Regions from separate parts of the Zea mays genome. Here regions 1 and 2 are each linked to region 3. The links are chromatin contacts, called in public Hi-C maps. All regions are on one chromosome and are shown on one strand. The core of a region is the stretch at or near the end of the contact, and the rest is flanking DNA. Distances in the headings are between cores, read along the strand shown.

Region 1 (2,751 bases), core at 139-2,638, 260 kb after region 3:
ATACTTCACATGAGCCCCCTACCGTAAGTGAGCGCATGCACATTATTCCCACAACTTGCTGAGTGATGAACGTATTTGAGCTCATCCTTGTTGTACTCACATCCCTCCAAGGTAAAGTACAGTTACCACAAGATGAAGAACATGAAGGATGTCGCGATGCGTTCGTGAGAGGTCTATGTCATCATCTCACAATCAGCTATGGTTGTGGAGGATCGTTGTCTTCGTACGATGTAATTATTTAGTTATTTTGTATAAAACTCTTATTACATAGTAAAGATGTGACATTCGTTTTCTATACCATGAGTCATCATATGTGTGAGACTTGATTTTAGCACACATTTGATTTACGCCCGAATTTGACCTTAAGTCTGGGTGTGACACTGGACTCTGAATATTTTTCTTACTACTATATATCTGCTTACCTGGAGTTGCATATGATGACTTGAATGGCATTTTTATCACTCCATGTTTCTTTCTGGTTTGTATACATCTGGTAGCTATATTCTCTCACTATATCTAACGATTCTTAGCATGTTTGATCTCCATGGTAGATCCAGCAAGTCTTGACCTGACAAGAATCTTGATATAAGCTTTTGTTTTAGGTTGTTGAGGTCTCCACTTCCAAGACTGAGAAGCATGGCCACGCCAAGTTCCACTTTGTTGGTACTGATGTTTTCACCGGAAAGAAGCTTGAGGATATTGTTCTTCTCACAAGTGATGTAAGCTATCGTTGCCACTCCTCTTGTTTTGCGCTCATTTAAGGGTCTGCCCGGTTAGCACTCAATCTATGTGAACCGAAAGGAATTGGGTAAGTTTAAATCCATAGAAATCAAATCTCTCTTAATCTATCTCAATCTCATTCAATCCACATAGCCACATAGGATAGAAATAATGAAACAAGGCCTACGTTCTATGTGGATTGGAGTGGGTTGGAAATGATTAAGATAGATTTTAACTTGATATAAATTTAAACTGGCTCAATCCTATCTAATCTATTATGAAATATTGTCAAAACAAGCCAGCACGAAAGCAGGTCAAGATTGGGACCGAGTTGGATGGAACTTGAGAACATATTATTACCAGCATATAGCTCTGTTTGTTTCAACTTTTTTTAGCTTCTGCCTACCAAAAGTTGCTGCAGACTTTTAAACACTCAGCTTTTATAAGAATCGATTTGGTAAAATCCATATAAAATCAACATAAACACATAATCGACCGAGTCTTTACAATAATAGGAATCCATTACTTTCTAAGTCCTAAATCCTATGAACATATTTATCTTATTTCACATTTAATCCCGTGGTACTTAGATTATCTATACAACCAGATTTTTTTTAACGTCCAGATTTTCAAAAAAGCTAGTTAAAAAAAACTGAATCAAACAGTCCACTAGGCGCGAGGGCAGCCACTTCACCAAAAGATGAATCATCAATTCACCATAGAATGCAGTGTGCCCCCCACATATATTATATATTTAAATTATAAAACAGTACGATAAAAGGAGGGGGGGAAGAATCATCGAATGCAGTGATGCGATGCGCCCCTCCTTGGTTCCCGGCCCAGACATTCCCGTGGAAGTAGAAGCAAACATCGATTGCAACGGCGCATCCTGGATCTCGTCATTGATCCCAGTCAGTCCCAGCAGAACGAGCAGGAGAAGGCGACGCTCAGCGCGGGGTTCTTGCTGTTTCTACAGCCCCTAGGTACGGGCGCGGCGCAGTCACCAAGGCGGGCTTGCGGCCTCGCGGGTGCGGGGCGCGAGCGCGACCCCGGCCGCGACCTTGTCTATACTCGCCAGCCGGGCGGGCGGGCGAGCTGTGGCATCCGCGCACAACAAAGCTAGCTACGTACTCGTGAAATTCGCGGCGCAGCGCAAGCGCGCGGGAGCCAGCGTGCCGGCGAGGCGCACCGATGGGCTCCTCGGCGGCGGGCTCCACCCCGACGGCGCGGCAGCAGCGCGGCGCGGGAGTGGATGCGGGCGCGGCGCCGTCGTCGTCGAGCCCCGTCTTCCTCAACGTGTACGACGTCACCCCCGCCAACGGCTACGCCCGGTGGCTCGGCCTCGGCGTCTACCACTCCGGCGTGCAAGGCAAGTGGACCAGGCTCCCTCCCTCCGTCCTCCTCGCCCCCCCTCAGTCCTCACCCTCCGCCGCGGCCCCCGTGTCATCCTAACTCCTAACACGACTGCTCTCTCTCTCCATCCACTGGCTGTTGTGCAGTTCACGGGGTGGAGTACGCGTACGGCGCGCACGACGGCGCGAGCAGCGGGATCTTCGAGGTGGTGCCGCGGCGGTGCCCCGGGTACGCGTTCCGGGAGTCGGTGGCCGTGGGCGCGACGGAGCTGAGCCGCGGCGAGGTGCGCGCGCTGATGGCGGAGCTGGCCGCCGAGTTCCCCGGGGACGCCTACAACCTGGTGTCCCGCAACTGCAACCACTTCTGCGACGCCGCGTGCCGGCGCCTCGTCGCGCGCGCCCGCATCCCGCGCTGGGTCAACCGCCTCGCCAAGATCGGGGTCGCCTTCACCTGCGTCATCCCGGGCAACGGCCGCGCCGCGCGCCCGCCCTCCGCCGCGAGCCGGAGCCGGAGCCGGTCCGCGCCGCCGCGGCCGCGGACCTTCTTCCGGACCTTCTCCGTCGGCCCGCGCAGGAACATGACGGCGCCCTCCCCGCCGGCACACGCCTCGGCGTCAACGTCGTCGGGGTCCACCACGTAAACGGCTCCGTTTCTCGATAATTTCGTTTTTTTATTTTT
Region 2 (2,700 bases), core at 118-2,617, 280 kb after region 3:
TTGCTGCGAGCCTACGGTTCGCATCGCAGCACCGCCCCCCTGCCCTGCCATTGCCATGCCGCGGGCGCACGCAGCTGAATTCATCGCCTGTAGTACTTAGCTTACTACGCAGAGGATTCATGCAGCGCAGCGCAACGCGGTGCGGACCTCATGGATTTTCGTCAGGATCGGGCGCCAGACGAGCCATTAATCGCGCAGCAGCATTTGTGGTCAATGCGGCAGCATTGTTATCCAAAGTAACCTCGAGTCAGACATGTGCGCTCAGCCCAGTACCACTTCCAAGTTTCCAACAATGGCGGTAGGAAAAAAATGGAGTCCAATCCAACTCTTTTATGCTCTGGCGATGCTACCGTATACTACACATCAGGTTGCTCAAGAACCAACTCGTCTGGCCAACAGGCCAAGGTAACCTCGAGTCACTCCTGGCATGGCTAATGATACTACTAATACTAAGTAACTCACTGCACTGCACTTCGTTCCCTACCTGACCGACGAAACCAAACAGAGAAATGAGATGAGAATTGAGATGGGATGAGACGGAGCAGAGGAGGCGGGGGCCGCGGGATGACGCGTCGTGCTCGTGCGCGTGCGCGCGCAGGCGCGCAGCTAGTAGGAGATCTCCATGGAGAAGTTGGAGTCCAGAAGCTCCTCGATCATCTGGTCCACGTACTGCTCCTCAAGCAGCCCGCCGCTCCAGTCCCCCGCCGCCGACGCCGACGGCGACGGCGAGGCGGAGATCCCCATGCCGGCAGGCACTGCCGCCGCGACGCGCGGGAGCGCGGCGGCGGCTGCTGCCGAGGCGTCGGCCTTGCCCTGCGCCGCCTGAGCGGACGCGAGGTTGGAGCGGTGAAGCTTGGCGACGAGCGCGGGGGAGAGGAGCGACGGCGCGGCCTGCTGCTGCTGCCCGTCGCCGCCTGCGTCCTCGGGGAAGTTGGTGCGCACGCGGGAGCCGCACATGATGCGCGCCGCCTCGTCGTAGGCGCGCGCCGCGTCCTCGGCCGTCTCGAAGGTGCCCAGCCAGATCCTCGTCTTCCTGCACGCACCCACGCACAGAGAACACGCCGCCGCCGTTGTCAGCCCGCCGCTCACGCCAAGAATCGATGAGTATAATAAGTCCGGTCCAGTCGAGGAGCACGTGTTACGTTACGCACAGGAGGGGGTGGCGGATCTCCGAGACCCAGGAGCCCCAGTGGCGTTGCCGCACGCCGCGGTACCGTTGCTGTGGCCGCGCCATTGGAGACGGACAGATGGTGGTGCCGCTGCTCGCTCCGATCCGAGGGGGGCAGCTGCTCTGGCTCTGGCCTCTGCGTCCGTTGTGTGCGCGACAGGGAGCTGACGAGCGAGCGAAGCGAAGCGGTTTGGTGCGGCGAGCTCTCTCAGAGCCTTTAAATAGGGAAAGCTTCCAAGTGGGGCCAGCTGTGCTTCAAGTGCAGGCTGTTTGACTGACTGTGGGCCCAGCATAGGTTGAGCATCCTTTACTTCTGTCTGTCTCCTGGGTCCCGGCCAGCCGCAAAGCATGCACAGGGGACAAGGTGTCCACTGGCGGGCAAAGATCTTCGTAATAAATGGATGACGTCGCCGTCATAATGTCATATTATTTCCGGCCACCTCGTCAAGAGTAGTAGGGATGAATACCTATTTGGTATCAATTTTTTTTTATCTTTTTCTTTGGTAGTGAATAAAAATGATATAGAATCTACTATATAAATTAATATTTTTGATTTTAACATTGAGCTTGTAAATATTTATAAAAGACAAACCTTAAATTTATCACATATCTTCTCAAATGATAAATATAACATTCGGATTCCATTCAAATATGGATACGAATACTTTTATCTTTTTTGTTTTATCTTTTTGTTGTATAGAGCAAATAATATATAAAACAATTTATGCAAAAAATTATTCTTATATGTTATAATGCGATTAGCATCAAATTTCATACATATCTATTTTAAAATATTAGATTTATCTTAAAAGTTCGGATACCCGCTTTCACCCCTAATCAAGAGAGATAAAATAAAATATTCATTCTCAATACAAAGTTTTGCTTCATGGTTTATAGACTACCATGTCAATTAAATATTGCATCAAGCGGAATAGACACACAAGGGAAAATAGAAAGATGAATCAGTATATGCAACGATGGTAGTGGTGGATAATTTTCACCGAATGTTATGACAGTGTATAAAATAGGATTCCGAGGAGCTCAATAAAAAACTGAATCTAACCCCAAGGTTTAACCTTTTGTAGATCCAGATTTGGTGGAGAGCTAGAGCATTCAAACATTTTAGAGCTAGTTTGGACTCTTAAATCCCCTCTGGGATTCACGGGGATTGAGTAGAAAAGAAAATTAGCTCATTTCCCACGCGATCTCCAGGAATCCCAGAGGGGATTTAAGTTTCCAAACTAGCTCTTATAAAGTTATTTTTATTGCGTCTAGAGTTGGGAAACTGTTCCAAACCTGCCCAAAGTAGGCGATGTAAAAACTACTTCAATCTCTTGTTCTGGTGTATCGAAAGAATATTCCTACATGTGTCTCGAGGGAGTAATCATACTCTTTTTAAATAACAGAAAAGTTCTGGCTTCAAAACTCTTCAAAAAAGGCATCAATCACCAAATTTATAACTCAAATGGCAAATAAAAGAGAGTAACATTGCAGACAATACAAAATCTAAAACATCGCCCATGAGAAGACGA
Region 3 (2,700 bases), core at 154-2,653:
GCCACAAAAGTAGGCAATTATCACCCAGGATATGGCAAGAAGTCCGGTATAAACTACATAGCCACACAAATGTAGGATGATACTCCAGATTTATTTTATTTATTAGGAGACTGTCACACAGGATATAGCAACATAGAAAGTCACATCGATAGTTACTGTTGCACTCTCGATGCTTCTGACACTCTTACGCCCACAATGGTGCACAGTTCATATTCTATCTCTAGCGGACTGATTGAAGCAGCGATTGTTTTATAGTTTGTTGCGTGCCAAATATGCTATTGATTTAGGGCCAGCTCAGGCATCCGGTGACGGCATTGGGGCAGGGACAGGGAGAGGGAGGATGTCCTTCTCGTGGAAGCATACGATGGTGTTGTACAGGGCCTGCGCCGCCGTTGTGAACTCCAAGCCCAGCTCCCTCAGCCGCTGGTTGGATATCTTGTACGGCTGCTTCCTTGGGACTCTATGCATCAGAGAAATCCAAGTGACTAGTCCCCAGTGTTTGATGTCTTTGATTAGCAGAACATGGAATCAAAGGATCCGCCTGAGACTCTATGCATGGGTATGCTCAAATTTGGGGGAAATACAAGTACACAACCCATGTACCCCGAAGGCTCAGGGCCAAAGGAAATCATCTCCCCCTTTCAAACATTCTAAACTGAAACTCCAGAAATCAAGTACCGCCTGGGTGCCGCGCTCATCTCCGAACCCTACCGAGGCACGCACTATCCAGTATTCCAGTCACCCCAAAACCGCAACAATCAAGTCAATGTGCAGAACCCCGGTTCTCAAAGTCCTCTCTCGCCTCCTTGCTTCTAATCCCTTGAACCTGGAAACCAACATGGCATAACAAAGGGCTACATCCGCACCAAACCCATATTCTGGCGTCCCCTCCCTCCTAAGGAGTACATGATTGTCAAGAGAGATAGAGGGTACCACGTCGCCGACGACTGCGATTCGAACGCGGTGGCGGCCTGCGCCGGCAGCAGAGTCCATGGCCCTGCGGCTGGGACGGGATGGAGGGGAGGATGGGCGAGGAGGCGGAGGGTTTGCCGAGGCGCGCGTGGCTACAGCTGCACCGGCCGCCGACCACGAGGAAGGAGAGCAAGACCGCAAGACCATTTTCTTTTGAGTTAATCCTTTATTTGCCCCTGTTTTTAGACGCCATCCCTTATTTCCCCTTAGTAAAGTCTAGTTCCCGTTTATATTCAGATTCTCAATGTTCATCCCTTTTATACCCTATTAAGTCTGTCACGTCAGCTTACTCCATCCGTCAAGTTAGTCTCTCCGTTAAAAAATTCAAAATGGCTAAATTGCCCTTTGCTTCCTAGTGAGAGAACTGGACGTTCTTTTCCTTCGATGAGAAGCCAAAACGTCTCGTTTCCTTCGACCAGAAGCCAGAAAGTTTTCCTTGACAGACTGCAGCTTCCATGGAGGGCTCCGTGCGGCTGGGGGACTTGAAGCCCTCCCCATCGCACATCAAGCCCTCGCCATCGCCGGACACTGGTGAACCTTTTCTCGCGTCCCAGCCTCCTCCATCTCTAGGCTTGCGCGACCTGGCTAGGATAGACGTGTGCAGCCCAGCAGTGTCTAGTCGGACGCTACCTCCATGCCCCGTAGCAGATGTGTCTAGGCCAGCGCCGCCAGGCCAGATGACGCCTCCATGCCCCGCGTCCGTCCTGCCTACTCTAGCAGCACCACATCGAGGCCCCAAACCAAACACCGAAAGTTGTTTCCGCTATGATGTTCCTCGACCAATGAAGTGGATTCCAACCGGGTAAGAATATTGTCGAATTTCTAAATTTCATTGTCATGTATATGGGTCCTTTTAAAATTGTTCACATTTTTTGCATGTAGGATGGATCCAAATTCAGCCTGTAGAGTTATTGTTAAGGTTCCTGCATATGTAGAATTGCCATATCAGGAGTACCATGTAACTGAAAATCTGAAGTTCGTGGTGGATAAAGATACTACAAATTGGATGGATTTTTTGGCAGACCTAAAGTTAAAGATTAAGCATGGCAAGGAGCAAGTGTTGCATGTATCTTTTATGGATAAAAATAGTCAAGTGCATTATGATGTCAAGTATCATGAGTCATCTCAATGAGAAAAGCAGGAATTTGCATTATGATGTTGAGTCTAGTAGCAACACAATTGCTGAAGTAAGTGGTAAGGATATTTCGGGACATTTTAGACATATAGTTGATCTAGCTGCATGGACTTGCACATGTAGAAGATGGCAAGTAACTGGATTGCCTTGTTTTCATGCTATTGCTTTCATCACTTCACTTCCAAACAACAAAATTGCTGATTTTGTACACCCATACTACACTGTTGAAAAGTTCAAGTTGTCCTATGCTGGAGTCATTCCACCACTTACTGACCAAGCTCATTGGCCCAAAGTGAATCTTGGATTTAGGCTACACCCACCCATCCTAAGGAGAACTGCAGGGAGGCCAAAAATACAAAGATACAAAGGAAGTCATGAGGGGGTAAAAAGAGGGCACCATCAAAATGCTCTATATGCCAAGGTACAGGTCATCGTTGGAGAACATGCAAAAGAGGCCAACCTGATGTAGACGATGAACCAAAGAAGAAGAGGTATAAAAACATTCTTTTCTTTCGGTTAAGCTTATGAATTTGCAATGATGAGGTGTGCTTATACTTTTTCTCAACTACCTTTTACTGTGTTGCACATAGGAG

What was found. A called contact is a pair of places that touch in the nucleus more often than the background predicts.
Region 1: a Hi-C map of leaf shows a contact between it and region 3, with 9 times the contacts expected there. The contact joins the promoter of LOC100501775 here to the promoter of LOC103637983 in region 3. A contact is called at or near these places in 15 of 25 Hi-C or Micro-C datasets (bundle sheath, ear, endosperm and 4 more) and 1 of 3 datasets of contacts at active chromatin or transcription factors (leaf).
Region 2: a Hi-C map of ear shows a contact between it and region 3, with 1.7 times the contacts expected there. The contact joins the promoter of LOC103637985 here to the promoter of LOC103637983 in region 3. A contact is called at or near these places in 4 of 25 Hi-C or Micro-C datasets (ear, leaf and tassel) and 1 of 3 datasets of contacts at active chromatin or transcription factors (leaf).

What each region holds. Positions count from the first base shown.
Region 1 is chr9:15,293,468-15,296,218 of Zm-B73-REFERENCE-NAM-5.0, forward strand. LOC100501775 (deSI-like protein At4g17486) reads left to right here and starts at 1,389. Exons shown (of 3, transcript XM_008660983.4): 1 at 1,389-2,089; 2 at 2,220-2,709. The coding sequence starts at 1,912.
Region 2 is chr9:15,313,626-15,316,325 of Zm-B73-REFERENCE-NAM-5.0, forward strand. It overlaps LOC103637985 (ethylene-responsive transcription factor ERF003), which reads right to left and starts at 1,368. Exons shown (of 2, transcript XM_008660984.2): 1 at 1,152-1,368; 2 at 257-1,033. The coding sequence starts at 1,234. The coding sequence ends at 607.
Region 3 is chr9:15,036,201-15,038,900 of Zm-B73-REFERENCE-NAM-5.0, forward strand. It overlaps LOC103637983 (proline-rich receptor-like protein kinase PERK14), which reads left to right and starts at 1,404. Exons shown (of 3, transcript XM_008660982.3): 1 at 1,404-1,774; 2 at 1,855-2,598; 3 at 2,698-2,700. The coding sequence starts at 1,428. The coding sequence ends at 2,104. It overlaps LOC100193128, which reads right to left and starts at 1,149. Exons shown (of 9, transcript NM_001138288.1): 1 at 934-1,149. The coding sequence starts at 1,119.